Regions from separate parts of the Mus musculus genome. Here region 2 is linked to region 1. A link is a contact called in public HiCAR-type data. All regions are on one chromosome and are shown on one strand. The core of a region is the stretch at or near the end of the contact, and the rest is flanking DNA. Distances in the headings are between cores, read along the strand shown.

Region 1 (5,927 bases), core at 1,935-4,434:
CTGGAAGGCCAAGAAATTTTAATATACATGATTTCAAATTGAACACACTGATCTGAATTCCTTAAGAGACCTCTACCCCAACGAGAAAAAAGTATTTCCCATCTTAAATGAAAAAATTGTTTGCATCTTATGCCTGGCTACTTTCCCAGTCTTGTTTTCCTTCACTTTAAGACTTTAATAATTTCTTCGACTGTCAATGCCAATGCATGAGTGCCCCTGACTGCACCATGAAAATACCTTTAGAATCGCTCCTTCCATCTTTCCACTCTATTTTGTATATATGTATTTACACCTATCATTTATTATAACATAAATGTACTTGCCATATAAGTTTCGATTTTTGTTATATTGTACTATGCTTCATATTTATGCCTATGTGTAAGACAAGTACTTTTAAAAAAATACACAATTGAATGATAAGTTACATTTTTAAATTATTTTTTATCAGACATAATACAAAACCCAACTCAAACTGTGTCAAACAGTAAAACGTAAATGTGTGTGGTGAAAGAAAGACCTTTGTTTTCGCTCAGAAATAGATGGTAGCCATTTCTTTCCAGCCCATTGCTTCCTCAGACATGCCAGCTTTAACACTAGACTAACTTCCCTAAGTGATCACAGTATGGCAGGTTATAATTTACAGAGCTATAAAAGTAGTCCACTCTGTATGCAGGAAAAAAATGCCATTTTTCTCCCAACTGAACTAACAGTATTCCTACCTTTATTCTGCTAAGATTGACCTAAGTAGGCATAACCAAGAAAGTATTTTATACATATCAACTTAAGCCTAATTGAAGTGCCCAGCCCTAACCTGAGGATGTATGTAGATGAGAATTAGCTAATACTGTGATTCTCAACCCAGGATTGTTAGCAAATCCATTCTCCCTCAATCATGTGTTTAATACACAAGAGTGGCATAGGGTAAATGCTGAGAGTAAATCAAAGTTTATCGTATGTAGCAAGAATGAGTGGATAGATTTTATTTCTGAGTCATTTCCTCAGTCTACCTGAGACTCACTAATTTATATTGAACAAAACTTTATTTTTAAAGTTCTGATAGTTAGCATGTCAAAAGATTAAGAATAGGCACCTGGCAAACAAACAAACAAACAAACAAACAAAAAAAAAAACCCTTCCAGCTTATGTCATGCCATGGTAGAAGGAAGAAGAATCAAGAATGACAGATATTAAAAAAATAAATAAAAAGGTGAGAGGCAGCAAAGAGTGAGGGAGTTCTTGACAGTATCACAATGAAAATTCAGTTGTAACCTTTGTAACCATTCAATAGTGGAGTACCATGACACTCTGCCCATACTTTCAAACGGTCTTTTATAGCGATAAGTAGAAGGTAATGTGGTGTTGCAGTCTGCTGTCTTATTGTAATTCCCCCACTCCTGTGCAGCCCAGTAAAATACAGAAAGTCCCTAGAGCCTTCACTTCACTGACAATCTCACAATGCCCTTAAAAACTGGGCCAAGGATTTCTCTCCAAATCAGAAGATCCAATTTTCCCAAGGGGTGTCTGGGACAGACAGGAAATTGTTATTAACCAAATGACTCACATGCTGAATCACAAAACAAGAACCATTTGGGGAAAGGTCGCCCCTCTTGGCTGTAACTGCAGAATGTGTTTCCAGTTAAGTAGACACCCTGAGGCCCCAGTGACAAGAAGCCAAGACTGACCAACATCATCTTAGCAGCACTGCTGATGCTTGCGTTGGGATGCCTCACAACTCAAGCACCCCTACACCATTTGGAGTTTTGCATCTTTGAAATTCCCAAGGAAATGTCCTCTGGAGAAATTACAAAACTTCCTTGATGCCAGGAACCCAAATGTATGTTTCAAGGAAAGGCTAACAATTCTCCACAAAGATGTCAACTCCCAGAGAGGTTCCATAGCCAGTTATTTCATTTCTTTACTTCCGAATGATTTACACATTATTTTCTTGCTGCCCTACAGATGAGTATTTATTTGCTTTATTATTTAAATATACTGATGTCTAGAGTGATAAATCAAAGTGTAGTTCAACAAAGGATAAAACCTGGAAGCTTAAGTTAAAGTATGAGTGTTATTTTTCATCCAGGTACACTGCTCTAAGATTCAGTAAGTACTCAGTGTCTTTCCCTTTGAACATATTAACTAAGAATCCTCAGATTTTATCTCCCAGGACATTATTCTGCCATCCATTCATTTATAGTCTCATTTACAGAACACAAATATATTGAATGTCTATTATGTGAATACATTCAAAGATATATGATGAGTCAACTGACTTGGGTCTGACCTCAAAGAATCATGTCTCAAGTTTTGGTCCTTCCCCTACCAGTTCTGTGGGAAAGAGTATCCCTCCTTCATTGAGTCTGAGAAGAGGCTGATAGGCCAGAGAGGTGATGGACTTAGGTATCTCTGCTGTTGTCTCCACTCTTTTAGTTTCCCACTGGACTAGGACCAGGTTTCAAGGTGTTAATGCTCCCTTGATTGTCGACATCTCAATACAGAGGAGATCTCTGAAATTTTTCCTGTAGTTAGTTCTTTCTTTGTTTCAGTGCTAGAAAGCACTCCACAAGTTAAGCAAGTGCCTTACCACTGAGCAACTAACCACAGCCCAGGAGCTGTTAAACTGCGTAGTTAATTACATACTCAACTACAGTAGTAAGAGAGGACATGAAATTACTTGCAACTAGTAATAATCGCCCTATTCTCTGCTCAATTAACTTCCCTGGATAGGAAGAGCTAACTTAGAGTTCTCTCTTGGACAAACTAAACAGTCTGGATACACTTTAATTTATGCCACTGACCCTGAAGTTCAATCATAGTTTTTATTTAAACTTATACCTTTTAGAAAGCCCAATTAATTTAATCATGTGGCAGGTAACTCACACAGTTACCTTTGAGCTCCAAACAGTAAATCTAATGATTCTTTTTGTCAGTGCCATTTACACCCAATTAAATTGGTATTCTCAACACTTAAGCATGAGTGTCTACTAGACTGATAAAGAAAGATTCATGAGTTATCCACATTTAATGATTCAGCTGTTGTTAGAGAGGGGACCCAGCTAGGGGGAGGGGGAGGGGGAGGGGCAAACCAGTTTCTTTTTTCCAACTTTCTCTCTCTCCATAGAGAAGAGAGCTTACAATGCACCACAGTGTGTGAACAGAGCTGTGTGCAGTGTTACCATTGAGCAATAATAGATGACTTGTGCTCCCCAGACTTAACAGGCCAGTGAGCAGCATCAAGCTGCAGATGGACTGCTCTGAGGCTGCCACGCACTAAAAAAGGATGAGAAATAAAAGTGTCTACGGCTATTGTAGACATATTTACTCCTTGGTAGGCGATTCCCATAGCGACAACAACAACAACAAGAAACTGTTACTGCTAATGGAGGTGGGAAGTTTTCACTGCAAAAGGGTGTGATAATGGCCCAGGACCTGAACCTTATCTGCATGCAACCACCCCCTCTAGTGATAATTTAGTGAATGGACAGGCTTTTTCTAGTTTCCTTTGGCAACAAGTTTCTCATTGCCATATGTTATGGCTCTTAGCTCCAAAAGCATAATATTGTTACATTAAATTAGCATGACTTATTTTTAAGATACTTCTAAAACTTCATTGTTGTGGGTCACTTGGTTCTTGCTTTCTGAGTCTCCCCCCTGCTTTTTGTATTTTAACTTGAATCTAGGAAATATCCAATTTGCTGGAATGAAAAAAGACTTCTCAATACCCTTGTCTACATGCCCCTTCTGGAAAGCCAGATAAAGAGTAAAATACAACACAAAGGACTACTAAATTCATGGGATCACTGTTATTTCTTTCTAGGAAGAGGGCCTGAAATATTCTTACAATCTTAGTGATCTCCCTTTGTGCCACTGTTTCTCCGACTTTCTCAACTCTCTCACCCCGTGACTATATCCAAGCAATGTCCAATGCAAAATCCTCGGTCTTCAGGGCAGGATTCACTACCCAAAAGTGCTCATGGGAGAGGCTAAATATAGTTACAAGAATACATATCTTCATACCCATACCCTTCCATAATCTCTCAGACTTTACAAAAGGCTCCAACCTTCCAAGAAGTCCCGACTCAAGTCTCAGTCTCTCCACTGTTCCATAATGTAGGATTTTATAAGCTTTTCTTTTTATTTCTACTTTCTTTGGGAGCCATGAAATGTATTCTTCTGCTACTGTTCTTTATATGAGTATTTGTGAACTCTTTGCAATAATGACTTCCTTGGCAACAAGACCCTTTTTGAATTCTCTATTTAACTGTAATTGTCCAGATGATGAGATTTTTATTTGATTGATTTTTACAAGTAATTTGTTGGGATACATTTTTCTAAGAGAGCTATTAGACAATGGGAAACCCAAGTTCCTTGTGAGATACAGATTCCTGGCTACTGCTCCAGGAAGGCATAATGACAGGAGACACTAACAATGAAGAAAACAGAGAGAAACAAAATTGTATCTCCAACAAGGGAGCAATAGCACGATACATTGTGGGGAATTCTCTAGACTAAAGCTTCCTAGTACATCCTCATGAAAGTGCTGCAGCTTTACCCCCCCCCCACACACACACTCACACTACATAAATAAACGTAATGTTTTTTTTTAGAAAGTAAAAACTATAAAATGAGGGAAACCCATCAAAGACATTAGAAATGACAAGCATCACAGGCTTGAATTCATTTAATTATACGGATGAAGATTTATAGGACTAGAGAATACTATTGTGCTTTAAAAAACATAGTAAGGGAAAACTAGACCTCAAATATTCGTTGATCATATTTGTTCACTCTTCCATTGTAAATGGAAGAAGCACTTTTGTACTGGATGATCTCAAAGAGGACATTTCAAAAATTTCAGCTTTGGTAATCCCCTTGGTGCTTGGATTCAGAAAACTTTCCATAGTGTAAAATTCTGGTATCTATATCTTTCTTCTTCCTCTTCTTCACCCTTTCCTCACAATTCTTGGCAGTAGTGACACTTTCAGTTCATTTTGTCAGAAGGCTCCCCACTTTTTGGTAGTAGTAGCAAACGTGACAGAGTGTATTTGACATCAGAAATAACTTGAACCCTATCTCTAATTATTATTATATATATCCAGAGAAAGATATTTAATCTCTGCTTTCAGGATTTTAATTTCTAAGTAATCTTAGAAATTTGTATTTTCATAGTGATGTTTTATAGATACATTTTTACATATTAAATATACCTTAACATATCAACACATATAATTTTTGAGTATAGAATAGAAAGCTTCAAACACAGAGCCTTATATGTAGAAAATACCTAGAAAATATTCTTTCTCCAGTATTCAAGAAGATCATTTGCCATGTTAATTTACTCTCCTGTCCGTTTATGAACACCCAATGATTTTAAGGAAATTAAGAGTACGGACACTCTATCTGATGGTGAAGAAGAGTTCAAGCAATCCTAAAAGTGGAGTAGCTGAGATGAAATACAAGGAAAAGTGACTCAAAAGGCAGCCTCTCTGAGTGTCTGTAGTTTACAGCCTGAGCTCTGATTATCAGTAGAATATGCTGAACAAAGCACTTCTACCCATAGCTCCCCTCTCTTCTTTGAGTGAAGAAAAACATGGGCTGTCATCTACACAAAGTCCATGGCTTTCTTCCCAATCCACCATGGTTAGCTAATAAATTAGCAAAATAATTTTAATGGCCCTTAAGGGAGATTTATGTTTATAAACGACAAGGAAATTTGTGGACTGTCAGTGAAATACACTTTGAGCGGAGGGAAATGGCTAATTCTACAGAAAGTCCATACACATATATTGTCTTTTAGTCTTTATGAAAATGTAAAGTTCTCTTTCTTACAATTTAAGGACTAATTCTTACCTGTGTAGAAACTAACAGTATTTAAGGAGTTTTGATAAATGTGCCTTTGTAACAAAAGCAATTGTCATAAGATTTAG
Region 2 (6,342 bases), core at 1,119-3,618, 690 kb before region 1:
TCAGTAAAAGGGTAGCTCAGCTGCTTAAACAGTGATCTAAACAGAGCTGCTGCTGGACTTTATGCAAACCAATGTGCTGTAAGGAGGAATTAATTTATTGAGTTCATATTTAATCTTCACCTTAAGAGTTTCTTTCTCAGGTTGAACAGGAAGTATAGCTGCAAGGGATCTCATAGTGTGAGTTACTAGTATCTAATTGCTTATTCTTGAAATAGTCTTGTTACACTTCTTGGTTTTTGTTTTGCCTTTTCATCTGCAAAATATGAGTAGTACTAACTCTTTATAGGTTTGCTGTGAGGCCTTCAATCGATATTGTATATGAAGATGTGTCTATGTGCACGTACTCCTTCCATGAATGTTACTGATATTAGTATTATTTTTCTCTATTAGCTATGAAGCAGCAATTAAAGGTACAACACAGATCTTCCAGGACTACTGGTTAAAAGGACCTATCTTCACAGTACCCTGTCTGTCATAAACAGTAAAAGGTCTCAGGAGTCATCAACAGAAAGAATACATCTGAATACATTTGGTGTCTCAGCTCTGTACATATTTTATTCTTTTTTTGTCCTTCATGGACAACCACATAAATATAAGAAAAGTATTAGCTCAGTGTCTCTTTTTCACATTCTTATTTGAAAGCAAATCTGAGCTTAAAGTTTTTCACTGAAGTTCCAAAGGCTGTTTGCCTCTATTCTGCTGTGAAAATAGATTTGATTATATCCATCACTGCCTAAAATTTTTTGTCTTATTCCAGACATTCTGTGAGTTGGTTCCCAAAAGACAGGAAGATTAATGATAATTTATTTACTCCCATATTTTTATCCTGCAATTAATTTTATAACCCATATGACAATTTTTAAAAAAATCAAAGTCAGCCATAATTTCAATTTGAATTCTTAAACAGCTATGGAAATGGTTTAGCTCTCAAAACATTAAGCACTGATATAACAATGTTCTACATCTTTATTAACTTTTTCATATACTTCACAAAAGGATAAAATAAAATATTGGTCCTAGAAATTCTCTGAAAGTCTAATTTCTTGACTCATTCACAGAATATTTAGGTGGGCAAATAATGAGCCTTAGACACTGAATTGTTTATTTTTATGAAAAAAAAGAGAGAAATCTTCCAATCCTGCCTTCATGAAGCTTATAGTCTAACAGGTTAAAAAGACTTAACAAATAAACAACAACAAAAAAATCAGCCTATTGAGTTTGTTCTATGTTAGCCACCTACGCCTGGATATGGGGCCTGTCCTGGAATGTGGTTGAAATACCCAATGAGATTCCACTGGAGAAAACTATTAGCCAGTGGGTCTTAATTTCAAATAGCCTTTTTGTTAAGTTTGAGACCCTGTGTCCACTTCTCCACTCAGCGTTGAGAACCCATCTAGCTTAAGTCCTATGCACACTGCCACCAAGTCTGTAAGTCCATATGTGATACAATCCTACTGTGTCTGTAAGACTATTGATGAACAATGTGATTTATGTTACAATCATGAAAGAAATGTTATAGTGTTCTGTATAAAGTGTGGTTATTGACTAAAACATATTGATAAGAGGTTAGCTAAGACAAGGTTATCTCTTTGGGAATAGAAATAATTTAATATAATTTTAACTTGTATTTTCATTAATTTTTATTGTTTCCACTATTGAAAAAAATTTTGGCACTGTATTTGGGAGATATTGTCCTATATGTTGAAGGGACTACAATAATTAGTAGCATATGTCACTTGCAGACTAAAAAGTGCACTATGTAGATATAAAAATTGTTAAATTAGAAAATAAAACATGGTTGAAAGCCTTAAGAAAACTAAAAAGAAATTCAGGTAAAATTTAGAGTTTGACAAAGAAATTTTAAATAAGACCCAATAAAATAATTTGTGGAAAAATTTAACAGTCCTTTTTACAAAAAAAAAGTAATATTTGGAAAGGATTCCTCTATTGTTAGGTTTTGGCAATTTTTGTTATGATCTGTCAAAATGAAAAAATTATTGAATGAAGATTTCCCTTTGAGAACTAAGCAACAGGCTAACTTTTGTTTCTGACCAGAGCAAAACCATGACATATTAGTTCAAAATAATGAAGTAAATGTTATAAACATAAAATAAGTGGATTGGGAGATGGAACACAGCTAAAGAGGACGGAAAACAAAAACAAACAGCAGAAGTTGAGAAGGACCCTTACCATTTATGTAGTTTTTGAGTTCCTTCTGGTCCTCACAATCAAACTACAACAGATCTGGAAAAATGGCTCACCACTCTGACATTCATCTTAGGCAAAACTCTACTATAGCATATTTGTTCTCATTGGCATGAGTACTGTCTTGGGAGCTGTACTGTTTGACATATGAATCACCAAACGCCCTACATCTGATTTCATGTCTATGAAGCAACATTCTAATTAAGATTTGGCTTTGCTGCACATCTGCCTACAGGGACACAGGGGCTGATTTTATAGACTTTGAGTATGTCAAATTCTCATGAAACTGTGCAGTAGCTTCTCATTATGTTTTGGCATCCTGTTTATCTTGACTACATGGAGAAAATAAATTGCTTACATGAACTCTTTGGTTGTGTGACAATAACATAATGTTTCTCATGAGTGTTTTTCTTTCACCTGGAACTTTTGTTTAGTTTGACTTGCTTAAACATAACATACTGATCAACACTAACATACTACATAGAAGCTATTTCATGGGTAGTATATGTATTAGAGCAACATGTAACACCCTGTAACAACTTGGTTCAAACAGTGGAGTTTTAAATAAGATTTAAAAATCTTCCTGTCAAAATATGTACATGAAATTGGTAGATAGAGCGTGAAAAGGTTTTTCGGCAACTATAGGCTGATACAAGGTTTCTGCACTCTATGTATTTTTAGATTCCTTTAAAAATTGGCTCTCCTTTTGACATTTCCCCATTTCCTTGCAAGTGAGGAGTGAATAAAGAGACAATTTATAGTAGAAGAACAAACATTTGTGAAATACTAATGTAAATTCATTTATTTTAGACTCAGTGCCTTCTTTAGGATAATTGGAAGCATATTCACATCAGAATAACTTTGTAAACATTAAAATGAATCAATATATGTACATATAGCAAATGAACTAGTTTATATACTAAGGGCTACATGTCTTTTAACTTCATTTTTATATCTTGAAATTGAGTTGATAATTATAGTAATCTTACATAGCTATGATGTGCTTCAAATCAGGGAATAAACATGAATCAGGGGATACAAATAACAAAGATTTCAGTATGTATTGCTATGAATTTTGTGCTTAGAAATGTCATAAGGTCACACTGCTATCAAAAATTATACAGGGTCATGGTGGGAGTGAAAATTCTGTTATCCATGTGGTTCTCATATTTTACATTTCGATGCCTATAACTTTACCAGCTATGTTTTCTAGTTCTGTGAATTCCTTTTTTAAAATTTTTAATTAGGTATTTTCCTCATTTACATTGCCAATGCTATCCCAAAAATCCCCCATAACCTCCCCCCCACTCCCCTACCTACCCACTCCCACTTCTTGGCCCTGGTGTTCCCCTGTACGGAGGCATATAAAGTTTGCACGACCAATGGGCCTCTCTTTCCACTGATGGCCAACTAGGCCATCTTCTGATACATAAATTCCTTTTTTCCTCACAAATCTATGCTTCTTAGTGAGTTTTATCCTCTTTATCATCTTCATATTCTCTCTCTCTCTCTCTTTGTCTCTCTCTGTCTGTCTGTCTCTCTCTCTCTCTTTCTGTCTCTCTCTGTCTCTCTGTTTCTGTCTCTTTCTCTCAGGCATGCATCTGCATTGTTGTTTCATTATATGTGCATAAAAATCAAGGAAAACTTGTACTAGGGGATAATCTACATACTACAATGACTCTTACAACCATGAAGTTGACACACATAGTCAGAGGCACTGTTCTGGAAACTATAAGAGGTTTTTGAATAACTCCAATATGTCATTTTCAAGTGGCATACCACTTATTACTGTTTCAATAAATATTTATTGAGCATCCAGTATGAGTCAATTTTTGCATTTGGCACCAGAGCTATAAACAGCTGCCTGTGTCTTGCTCTGTTGGAGAACAGAGATTTAAGGAGATACAACTGTTGCAAAAGAAATGATGCATTTAAATATTAAATTGCAAAAGTGAAAACTGGCACTAAAGTGCAATCTTTTCTATGTGTTTCTGTGTTTTAAAACATGTATTGGATAGAATCAGAATATTTGAAGACATTTTTGCCAGCTAGGAATACTGAGAAGAAATCTCAAAAGAATTTGTTTGTTTGTTTAAAGAATATAAGGAAAGGCCAGAATAAAGGTTCTACTGGTCTTGTGAACAATTACCATCTTGTATGTCATTTCCTAGATTATCTATGATATTACATACTTTTCTGTTTTATAATCAACATTTTTCTTTCCATATAGGATTACTACAAAATGATTCTTCAAGTATCTGTCCAATTTGAAAAATCTAGTTCATGACATTGCTAAGTCATATAGTTCATCGAAAAATGTGTCCCCCACAAAGAACAAATGGATTACTTTATAGTTAATATTACAAGCTTTATGAGGGCTGTCATCCACCTATTTATCAACCTAGCTGTCATCCACCTATTTATCAACCTAAAACTGTTTTGCAAAAGCATCTACTAAGTCCTGTCTCATAAATGTACACATAATAGTAATAATGTCTAGTAGATTAGTAGATGTATATTAATATAATAAAATGCAAAGAATTAAAGATAGTTCTCAAAAATATAAAACAATTGCACAATTCAAATACATTATCTGTCAAAAATTCCAATTAACTCCTGGATCTTTGGTGAAACTGATCAGATAAATTATAGGGGCAAGGTAGGTAAGAAATAAGTTGCTGAAGGCAAATTTCATATTACTGAGTTTGATATCTGTAATTCAAGAAAGTATTGTTATCATTCACTTTAATAACCTAGACATTTTCATTCTTATGGATCAGATCAAGCAATATTGATTTTCAACTTGACAAGACATAGATTCACTTAGAAGACAAACTCCTGGGTATGTCTATGAAGGAATTTCTACATTAAGTTAGTTGGGGTGGGAAAACCTACTTTACACATATCATTTCCCTATCTGGACTAAAATATAATTAATAAATAAAAAAATAAAGCCAGCTAAGAACTGATTTCTAAATGCAGAAGCAATGAAAGGAGCCATCTCCTAACATGGCTTCCTTGCTACAGTAGACTCACACTGTTAGCCAAAATGAATACCCCCTACTTTCTGTTGCTTTAGTCAGGTATTTTCCCCCCAACAGTGATGAGTAATATATACCCCAAAGGAGTGACCATGATCAGTGACTCAAACCATCCTGAATCTGAATATATTGAATACCATCTGAATTAAATATCTTCTTTCCACTAAATTGTTATTCACAACCTAAATTTACATTCTGTAACTATTTTTGTTATTATTTTATTAGAAACTTTCTTTATTTACATTTCAAATGTTATCCCCTTTCCTGGTTTCCCCTCCAAAAAAACCCCTATCCTCTTCTCTTTCCCCCCTCCCCCTGTTCCCCAACCCTCCTGCTCCCATATCTGGTCCTGGCATTCCCCTATACTGGGCATAGATCCTTCACAGGACCAAGAGCCTCTCCTCCCATTGATGACTGACTAGGTAATCCTTTGCTACATATACAGCTAGAGCCACAAGTTCTGCCATGTGTTTGGTTTTGTTGTTGTTGTTTTTCTTTATTGGTAGTTTAGTTCTAAGGAGCTTTGGGGGTACTGGTTAGTTCATATTGATGTTCATCCTATGGGACTTCAAACCCTTTTAGCTTCTTGGGCACTTTCTCTAGCTTCATCATTGGGGAACTTGTGCTATGTTCAGTGGATAATTGTGAGCATACACTTCTGTATTTGCCAGGCAGAGGCAGAGCCCCTCAGGAGACAGCTATATCAGGCTCCTGTCTGCAAGCACTTGTTGGCATCTGCCATAGTGTCTGGGTTTAGTGGTTGTTTGTGGGATTGATCCCCAAGTGGGGCAGTCTCTGGATGGTCATTCCTTCAGTCTCTGCTCCAAACTTTGTCTCTGTAACTCCTTTCATGGGTATTTTGTTCCCCATTCTAAGAAGGATTCTGAGCTTCTGGGCTAATATCCACTTATCAGTGAGTGCATATCATTTGTGTTCTTTTGTGATTGGGTTACCTCACTCAAGATGATATCCTCCAGATCTGTCCATTTGCCTAGGAATTTCATAAATTTATTGTTTTTAATATCTGAGTAGTACTCCATTGTGTAAATGTACCACATTTTCTTTTTTTAAAATATTTTTTATTATTACGTATTTT

Evidence for each region. HiCAR-type assays count read pairs that join an accessible place to other places.
Region 2: a contact with region 1 is called in a HiCAR-type map of fibro-adipogenic progenitors, with 7 times the contacts expected there. The contact joins two enhancer-like sites. A contact is called at or near these places in 3 of 484 Hi-C or Micro-C datasets (the 3T3-L1 cell line, 3T3-L1-derived adipocytes and embryonic fibroblasts) and 2 of 115 datasets of contacts at active chromatin or transcription factors (astrocytes and fibro-adipogenic progenitors).

The regions. Positions count from the first base shown.
Region 1 is chr15:56,341,983-56,347,909 of GRCm38.p6, reverse strand. No RefSeq gene overlaps it. Among named protein-coding and RNA genes, the nearest start is that of Gm41326, 65 kb to the left of the region's middle. Within about 2 kb of position 3,184, at least 28 of the 459 cell types and tissues checked have an H3K27ac peak or open chromatin away from gene starts, as enhancers often do.
Region 2 is chr15:57,029,252-57,035,593 of GRCm38.p6, reverse strand. No RefSeq gene overlaps it. Among named protein-coding and RNA genes, the nearest start is that of Gm26178, 210 kb to the left of the region's middle. Within about 2 kb of position 2,368, at least 6 of the 459 cell types and tissues checked have an H3K27ac peak or open chromatin away from gene starts, as enhancers often do.